Regions from separate parts of the Arabidopsis thaliana genome. Here region 2 is linked to region 1. Evidence: chromatin contacts called from public capture Hi-C data. All regions are on one chromosome and are shown on one strand. The core of a region is the stretch at or near the end of the contact, and the rest is flanking DNA. Distances in the headings are between cores, read along the strand shown. Region 1 holds the start of ILL5 (IAA-amino acid hydrolase ILR1-like 5). Region 2 holds the start of AT1G52155.

Evidence for each region. Capture Hi-C pulls out chosen DNA fragments and counts their contacts.
Region 2: a contact with region 1 is called in a capture Hi-C map of shoot, with 4 times the contacts expected there.

The regions. Positions count from the first base shown.
Region 1 is chr1:19,201,755-19,206,438 of TAIR10.1, forward strand. ILL5 (IAA-amino acid hydrolase ILR1-like 5) reads left to right here and starts at 2,758. Exons shown (of 5, transcript NM_104057.1): 1 at 2,758-3,195; 2 at 3,473-3,598; 3 at 3,709-4,023; 4 at 4,104-4,232; 5 at 4,310-4,684. The coding sequence starts at 2,848. AT1G51770 (Core-2/I-branching beta-1,6-N-acetylglucosaminyltransferase family protein) reads left to right here and starts at 35. Exons shown (of 2, transcript NM_104056.4): 1 at 35-704; 2 at 790-1,632. The coding sequence starts at 165. The coding sequence ends at 1,470.
Region 2 is chr1:19,415,195-19,419,878 of TAIR10.1, forward strand. AT1G52155 reads left to right here and starts at 2,240. Exons shown (of 9, transcript NM_148579.4): 1 at 2,240-2,609; 2 at 2,863-2,939; 3 at 3,075-3,303; 4 at 3,396-3,550; 5 at 3,635-3,680; 6 at 3,764-3,855; 7 at 3,944-4,040; 8 at 4,182-4,238; 9 at 4,329-4,680. The coding sequence starts at 2,472. The coding sequence ends at 4,397.

The DNA.
Region 1 (4,684 bases), core at 1,508-4,007:
TTTAGATTCAAGTTCTGATCTTTGCTTCTTTGAAAATCACAAATCTTTTCTTCTGGGTTTCTATAAAAAACCCATTTTTTGTTGTTGTCGTACAAACATTTCCCGTAAAGATTGGATTTTTGTGTAAGCATTTGAAGATAGCTAAGAAAGTGAGAAGCTTTTAGATGAAAGTGATGGTAATGGAGATGGAGGAATGTGTTAAAGAAAATGGTTCATCAACACCTAAATCTAGAGTCACAAACCAATCTAGAGCTCTCTTACCGTTGCGTCTGCTTCAGATTCTGTTATTGTTTCTTGTTTTGACTCTTGGGATCTCTGTTGTTAGTATACACATGATCAAGTTTTTGAAGATTCAACGTTTAGATCCTGTGGCTCCAATTACTTTGCTCTCTACGTATAATCATGAGAGTGTTACTTTAGATAGCTTTATTAGACCTCCTTCCAATGTTTGGCACACAATGAATGATAGTGAATTGCTTTGGCGTGCTTCTATAGAGCCGCAAAGAAATGGTTATCCGTTTAGACGTGTCCCTAAATTGGCTTTCATGTTTCTTGCCAAAGGTCCTTTACCATTTGCTCCACTTTGGGAGAAGTTCTGTAAAGGACATGAGGGTCTTTATTCTATCTATGTTCATTCGTTGCCTAGTTACAAATCGGATTTTTCGAGGTCGTCTGTGTTTTACAGAAGATATATCCCTAGTCAGGTACTGTCATTGATGTTTCAGAGGAAAATCTTGTTTTGTGTTTGTTTCTTGTGTTCTCACAGTATTAGTTTCTTCTGTGTTATAGGCTGTGGCATGGGGAGAGATGAGTATGGGTGAAGCAGAGAGGAGGCTTTTGGCTAATGCGTTGCTTGATATCTCTAATGAATGGTTTGTTCTGCTGTCTGAATCATGCATTCCTCTGCGAGGTTTCAGCTTTATCTATAGTTATGTCTCTGAATCAAGATATAGTTTTATGGGTGCTGCTGATGAGGAAGGACCTGATGGAAGAGGCAGATACAGGACAGAAATGGAACCTGAGATCACACTAAGCCAGTGGCGAAAAGGGTCTCAGTGGTTTGAAATTAACCGGAAACTCGCTGTTGAGATTGTTCAAGACACTACTTACTATCCCAAATTCAAAGAGTTTTGTAGACCTCCATGCTATGTAGATGAACATTACTTCCCAACAATGTTGTCTATGAAACATCGGGTTTTGCTTGCTAATAGGACATTGACATGGACAGATTGGTCACGTGGTGGTGCTCATCCAGCTACTTTTGGTAAGGCTGATGTAACGGAAAGTTTTCTCAAGAAGCTTACAGGAGCCAAATCTTGCCTCTACAATGATCATCAGTCTCAAATCTGTTATCTCTTTGCCAGAAAGTTTGCTCCAAGCGCATTGGAGCCTTTACTGCAACTTGCACCCAAGATTCTTGAGTTAGGCTCTAACATATCTTCCACTCGTCACTCTTGGTATTTGTTTTGAGAAGTTCTTGAGTTTAGAGTATGATCATGGACCGAACTGATCATTAGTTAATCTCCTCTTTCACAATGATATTACAGGTATTGTGAAGGTTAAACATATTTTTTGACATGACAGATTATTGAATAAAGGGAGTTTTGAGTTCTTTTCAGCCCCTAGGAGCATCCGTTACTCTTGTTCTATGTTTAGAAGTCGAAAAATTACTCGTTTTTTAAAGAAGAGTAAAGGCATTTTCTTCTAAATGTTGTTGTGTTGGCATGTTTCATTTGCATTTTCTCATGGTATCAAGGAAAAGTGATTGCAATTAGAGGGATCAAAAACTATAAAATTTGGAATTGTTTTTGCAAAAACTATGCATGAGACTGAACTTTTGGATTTAAGGGATAAAAAACTATAAAATACCAAATCCAAAAGTTCAGTCTCATTTAAAACAATTAAGAACCCAAAATAACCCATTTAAAGCAACAAAAGAAAAAAGAGAGTAGCCCAATAGGCCCATGTTGTTAATTAAACAACTTATGCGGCGCATAACGGATGATTCTACGATCAAAACTGGAAATAGATGCCCATAAAATTACGAAGAAAATCATGTGCCTAAAGCATATATGAGCTTTAGCTGCTTCAGGTCAGAGCCGGCTCTGATTGCTAGCATTTTAAACCAATCACGGAAATGGTTCGGCAAAATGTTTCTATTTTATTTAATGTATTTATTTTAAATACGGAAATAAATTTTATGAAAGAATCCATCAAACACGTTATAGCCGTGCTTTATAGCTATTTGTAGCAAGAGCAAATGTACCACACCACACCGTCCAACAACTACAACCGTTCAATTTCTAGTTCTTTTTTCTTCACGTGTCACGAAAACTTGAAATGAAAACGAAATGATTTTCCAAACAAAAGAGGAAAGATCTTGCAAATCAGATAACTCGAAACTTTTATTTACGGTGTATCTTCTAAACAATCCTTTAAATTTCATTTTATAATTTAATTACTTTGCAAACAAGCAGATTTACATTTTAACCGAAAATACAATTAATGTCTTAGGTTCAACTTCACGGTGAAATATGTTCCACATGTTTATTGGGTTCAAACTCGAACCGATATTTATTGAGCGCTTAAAATGAAATATTTAAATTCTGTCCAACGTCAAAATAATTTGAGATACTAACAAGAAACCTTCGGTAGTTGATGGTAATCAATTTGGAAAAGAATATATTTTATGGTGACTTGGGACCGAAGAAAATTACAAAAGATATGAAGATTTTTATTAAGTTTCCGTGTTGTATTTCGCTTGCTATTATGTGAGTTCTTGGTTATAAATGCCGCTTCTTCCTTCATGGTTTCTTACTTCATCATCACGCAATCTCTTGATTCACGATGAGTTTCTGCAAATTGGTTTCTTTTGTTTTGATCCTTCACTTACTAAACTCGTGTCTGATTTCATGTTCCTCGAATGATTTGTCTCAAATTCCTAAAAATTTCCTTAGTCTAGCTAAAAGAGAAGATTTTTTCGATTGGATGGTTGGAATAAGAAGGAGGATCCACGAGAACCCAGAGTTAGGTTACGAGGAAGTAGAGACATCTAAGCTAGTCAAGACAGAATTGGACAAGATGGGTGTGTCTTATAAGAATCCAGTTGCTGTAACTGGTGTTATTGGATATGTTGGAACTGGCCATGCCCCCTTTGTTGCTTTGAGGGCTGATATGGATGCACTTCCTATTCAGGTATAATAAGGTTTTCATTTACAAAGTTTTTGAATCTATTCCCTTCAAGCCCAAATTATTTAATCACTGATCATATTTTGCTAGTCGAAATGGTGTCATGTTTTAAATTTGTTTTTTTTCTGAATATTTGTTTTAGTACAACAAACAATACTAACTGGCATTTAAGATATAACCATTATCATTTGACTTATGGATCAGATTTCTTATGTGATTTTAAATTACTTGAGTTGCAAGCTAGTGGATTCTTATTGAACATGGTAATGATGGAATTGTGTAGGAAATGGTGGAATGGGAACACAAGAGTAAGATTCCAGGGAAGATGCACGCTTGCGGACATGACGCTCACACTACGATGCTCCTCGGTGCTGCAAAGTTGCTCAAAGAACACCAAGAAGAGCTACAGGTTTAGTATTGTATTGTGCTGTATTTTTTAGCTAATAACATTTTCAAACTGTTGCAATCATCAGGTTGTTTGGTTTCTTATTAACACTTGTTGGACATTTTATTCATCATGGTACAGTGATTCTGGTTTTCCAACCAGCTGAGGAAGGAGGAGCAGGTGCAAAGAAAATCGTGGAGGCTGGAGTATTGGAGAATGTGGGTGCAATCTTTGGATTACATGTTTCGAATCTATTGGGATTAGGTCAACTGAGCTCAAGAGAGGGTCTATTGATGGCTGGTAGTGGACGTTTCAAAGCTACGATAAGCGGGAAAGGAGGTCATGCAGCTCTTCCTCAATTCGCCATAGATCCAGTATTGGCAGCTTCAAATGTTATTCTGAGCTTACAACACCTCGTTTCACGAGAGGCAGATCCTTTAGACTCGCAGGTATATATAGTTACTCTTTTGGCTCTTCAAGAAAAGTGTCTCTTATATTATAGGATGTTGGTTGATTTGAGTGCTTACAGGTGGTTACAGTTGCTACATTTGAAGGCAGTGATGCTTTTAATGTCATTCCCGACTCTGTTACTATCGGTGGCACATTCCGAGCCCTTTTACCTAAAAGTTTTGAGCAACTCAAGCAAAGAATTGTTCAGGTCAGTAACTTTGCACTCTGATGTGTCTTCCTCTCCTCTCGAGACCAAACTTTAAAACGCGAGATCCAATGTTTCAGGTTATCACAACGCAAGCAAGCGTAAATATGTGTAATGCAACAGTTGACTTTCTTGAAGATGAGACTCCTCCTTTCCCGCCGACTGTGAACAATAAAACCTTGCACCTGTTTTACAAGAACGTTTCAGTGGATATGTTAGGGATTGAGAATTATGTTGAGACGCTACCAGTGATGGTATCAGAGGATTTTGCTTTCTACCAACAAGCAATCCCGGGACATTTTAGCTTTGTTGGGATGCAGAACAAATCTCATTCACCAATGGCGAACCCTCACTCTCCGTTTTTTGAAGTTAATGAAGAATTACTCCCTTATGGTGCTTCCCTTCTTGCTTCTTTGGCCACAAGATATCTTCTTGACTCATCTTCATCGCCAAAT
Region 2 (4,684 bases), core at 990-3,489, 210 kb after region 1:
TATTATACTATAGTTTTTATATTTATAAATAAAAAAATTATGGTCATGCAATTTTCTTTTTTTTTTTAATATTTGAAAATTCAGACTCAAAAACACTCGGTTAAATTCATCTTTTATGGAAAAGAGATTCATCCCAATATGTTTCGAACTCAGCACTTCCACCTAAAAGATTTATCACTGAACTAACAGCACATTGATATGGTCATGCAATTTCTTCGATCTAATCATGGAAAACAACATAGATAATGTTAACGTTTAATGTTGTAATGTTTGTGACTAATCTCTAACGGATGCTAATCTTATACTCCTACATTTATGCCCACAATATGAAATTAATGAGGTTTATACCAATAAATATTACTACTTCTAAGTTTTAACTAGTAGTAAACGAGTGGTAAAAGAGTGAATAGGAGGGTAATAAAGGTAAGAAGGAATGGGGAAGGTCAGAGGCGTATAAAAAATAACAAAAGGCGTGGGAGAGAGGTCTGCGTAGGAGACAGAGACAACATCATTACCTTCTTTGCATGCGTCTCCTCCGTCTTAAAGCTGAAGCTTCACTTTCTTTCTTTCCTTCTTTCTTTTTCTCTATTCTCAAATTTCTTTCTTTTATTTTGTCAACTCTCTTTCAAATATTTTAATTTAACTAGTACTATTCCTTCATTTTCCCAATAATGCCTGTAAAAGAATTGTATTATACTACTGATTTGAATTGTTCATCATGATGAATTCAATTCTTCTTTAAGTGGTTTCAATTCAAGTCTTAACTTTTTCAATTACCAATATATTTTCATTATAGAGTACGTACACACAAAAAAGTGTAGAATTGACTGTTTTAATTAAACGTTGGACCGCTATCTTCATATCGGGCCTAAATTCAGCCCAGTCCATTATGTATCACGGCTGTTGCAATTGGTGGACTTGTTTCATATAGGCTATATAGGTCACTGATATTCAATCTGTCCACTGATTGTTCTATTTGGAAAAATAGAATGATTAATTTCGTTTGTTTTTTTACTCATAACAAAAAAAGATTGCTATATTTGCAGGAGATTTTTCTACTGGTTATAGTTGATTGCTTGCTTCGGTTCATGCAACTGCCAAATTAGTGAAGCAATCTCTCTGCTTTTTCAAGATTTAGCTTCTGGTGTATCTACATTATGGCCTGTATACTTTGGAAGATGGATCAGATCTTTCGTCAGATGCTAAATCTTATAAAAGAAATGTTTTTCCATAGTTATGGAACGAATATCACTGTTCGGCAAGTCAGAATCAAGCGGACCCTTGACCCAAATGAAACTAGGAATAAATTCATTATTGTAGTCAAAATGGAGGTGTTCTTGTTGCTTTGCTTCAAGATCCTTTTCTCTAATGATCTCAAAGCTCGTCGACTTGATGATCTGATGTTAGGTGTTTAGACTTAGAGGTTTAGCATAGCTGAGATTTAACATCAAATGTTATTCTGATCAAATTAACATTGTTAATTGTTATGGGAAAAAAAGACATTTGTTAAATGTAGATTGTAGTAAACCTAAATGGATAATGTTGATTACATATAAACATTCTTAAGAAATAGTGACATGCTTGCATCTTTCCCTACGTGAATCTTTCTCTCTGCCCGTTATATATTTTAATCTTCTTGCAGATACTTGTCCGAATATATATCATCAACCTACAATTTTTTTATTTTACATATGCCACGAAATTGATGTTTTGACTTTAATTTGATTTGTAGTGTCTTCCACGTTCCTTTTTTTCTATAACAACCAAAATAAGCATATGATTTAAGTGGTAAACTGCACCACGAAATTATAGCAACGAACTACATAGATAATACATAACATATAAAATATCAAAATCAAGAAAAAGTCACAACGACCAACAAAATTACATAAATTAAAAAAAAGGGTATTGGTGATCAAAACTCAACGACAAAAAGGAGAGAGTGGGTTAGTTGAATGACCATTTTGTTCGCATGTCTGCTCTCTCTTCTCCACCTTCTTTTTATGCTCCCCTATTCTCCCGACGACTCAAAAGTTCAAAACAATAAACACCACATTTATTTATTATTAATTATACAAAACAAACTAAAATTAATTAGTTTATGATTTAAAGTTTATTCAGGATAATTTATTAAAAATTTAATAGCAATTTTTATTATATAGAAAACAGAAAAATGATACAAATATTCGGATTATTTTATGAGTATACAAATTTTAGTTGCATTAAATGAAACTAAGCAATTAGTTGGAGATATTAGTGGAATTGATCTAAGGGCAGTTAAGTCTCAATTAATTGGTTTATCCAAAAAACCAAGATTAATTAGTGCAAAAGACAAGTGTCAATAGTACAGAGATTCATAAATAGAATTAGAAACCCCAACAAAAATGTGAAGCTTCCAAAAAAAAAGTAAGTATCAAAAAAACAGAATTTTGTCTTCGTTCTTCTCTGAGATTAAAGCTTTCTCTTTTGTAATGGAAGAATCTCAGGGCATCAATGGCGTCGATGATTCATATCGTCATCTCCCAATTCTCTACTTAACCTTTTTAACGATCTGGTCTTTCTCCGCTTGTTCTTGGACGGTTAACACTTTCAAAAATCGCCACTTTCAGGTCAATAAATCTCCTATTTTTTCTCTATCTTATTTCGATAAATTTTGGATTTTTCACTCTTGGGTTTATGAAACTTCTTCTCAAATTCCAAATATTACTCAAAATTTAATCAATTTTTTTTGCAGAATGGTACTTGGGATTTATTGTTTTAATCATGAATTCAGACGATTCTGTTTTTGATTTGTCTCTTTTATGTTTTTCATTAAGGAAGAAACACAATTTGATTTTGGTTCTGTGTTTTTGTTTAGAGCAGACAAATAGTTTACAATGGACTCTTGCTTCAGTTCCATTAATCAAAGCCTTACAGCTCACACTATCTTTCCTCTTTTGGTAAGTCCTCTTTGTGAAGTTATTGTTTCCATTAATGTTACCTTGTCATATTGAGAAATTATTTCTCAGTAACCTTTTTATCGAAAGATCGTTTTCGAAGTCTCTATAGTTGATTAATCTGTTATTTGGTGGCAGGCATTCATGTTTTCACCATCACATTTGCTCTCTATGGATGTCTTTTGGTGTATATGTGACTGGTGTTCTGTTTCAGACAGCTTCATTTGTGTCTTTTTTACTTATCTCTCACGGTTATTGCATCACTTGTGAACGGCTCTCGTTGACCGAACGTAGAACTACAGCTTCACTTGGTTGTGTCTTTTATTTGACTCTTGTTGGATACAGAGCTTCTGTTCCTTATTTTGCAGTGAGTTTTTACCTTTTTCACCTACTCATTAAAGCTAATCTTTTACTTACTTACAAGATGATGAATGAACCAATCTTTTTTTGCTCCTCCAGGTGCTTCTGATACTTAACTACATGATCTCATTCTATGTTATATTCCATCACATATCGCAAAATCTAGCGGTGTTACGAGAACAGCTGAGTTTTATCGAAGATGAGAATGTTCAAGCTATGCATGATGCTGTATATGCTAAATACATCATGTTCAAGTACGTTTTTCATTACCCTCAGGTTTGATGGTTGATGGAAGTAGATAATCTGCTAAGAGTTTTTATTTATGTTTATGGTTTCAGAAAATTCCAAGGAGCTATGCAGATTGTAGCAATGGCAGAAACTGTGGTATGACCAAATCTTTCTTGATTGACATCATGTTGAATTTACTGCTACATTGTTTATACTCACACTCACTTTAAATTATGCAGATCTACATGAACATGGATAACTCCTCACAAAACTATTGGCTCAGGCTACTAATTCGAGAATGGGCTCAGTTCTGCATTTTTCTCTATATTGGGTAAGTTATGATCCCACTTTTCAAGTACATTTCGCTGTTCTTGCTTTGGTCAAGAACTAACAATGCTCCAAACTATATACTTTGGCAGTTGGACTTTCAGGTCTCAGGATATGGCACCGCGTTTCTCGGTAATGCCTACACTAAAACCGAAAGAGAATACAATTATTCCTCCGATTTATAGCATGGTAAGTGACATAATGTAAACTTCCTTTTGCCTTGTAATATCTTGCATTAACCAAAACATAAAGCTTATTTTGCTTTGCTTATATGTGTTTTGGTTTTGAGTAATGTTCTACTTATGCTAAATCTATATACCAAAATATCAGGAAATGGACGCAAAATCTTTCAAAGAATTCAGAAGTCAAGAATGGAACATCGGAGTGGTAAGTCATTTCATTTATGCTCTTGTTCCATTGGATCATCAAGCCAGAGTTTTATGTAAACTCATTCTGTGTTTAAATCTCTTTTCGCAGCCAATGCCATATTCAAACTACGAAAAGCAAAAAGATTCAGTTCTAGTGATAATTCAGCATCCGCGATAGCATTTAGAGAGAAGCAAAAGATACAATGTTTTCCTCTATCCATCTTCCTAAAGAGAGTGAAAGATCACCAAAATTGACAAAGTTTCTCTCTGATTAAGACAAGATGCTTCCTCAGCAACTACCTTTCTCTCTTTCCATTTACATTTTGGGGTTTCTTATCTTATAGAGGAATAAAATTTGTATAGATGCAAAAACTAGTTCTAGTATAATGCTTCAAATGAAAATGTAAACACAAATCTTTCATCTTTTTCTTCACAAAATGAAACAAAAGAAACATTTAGAGAAAG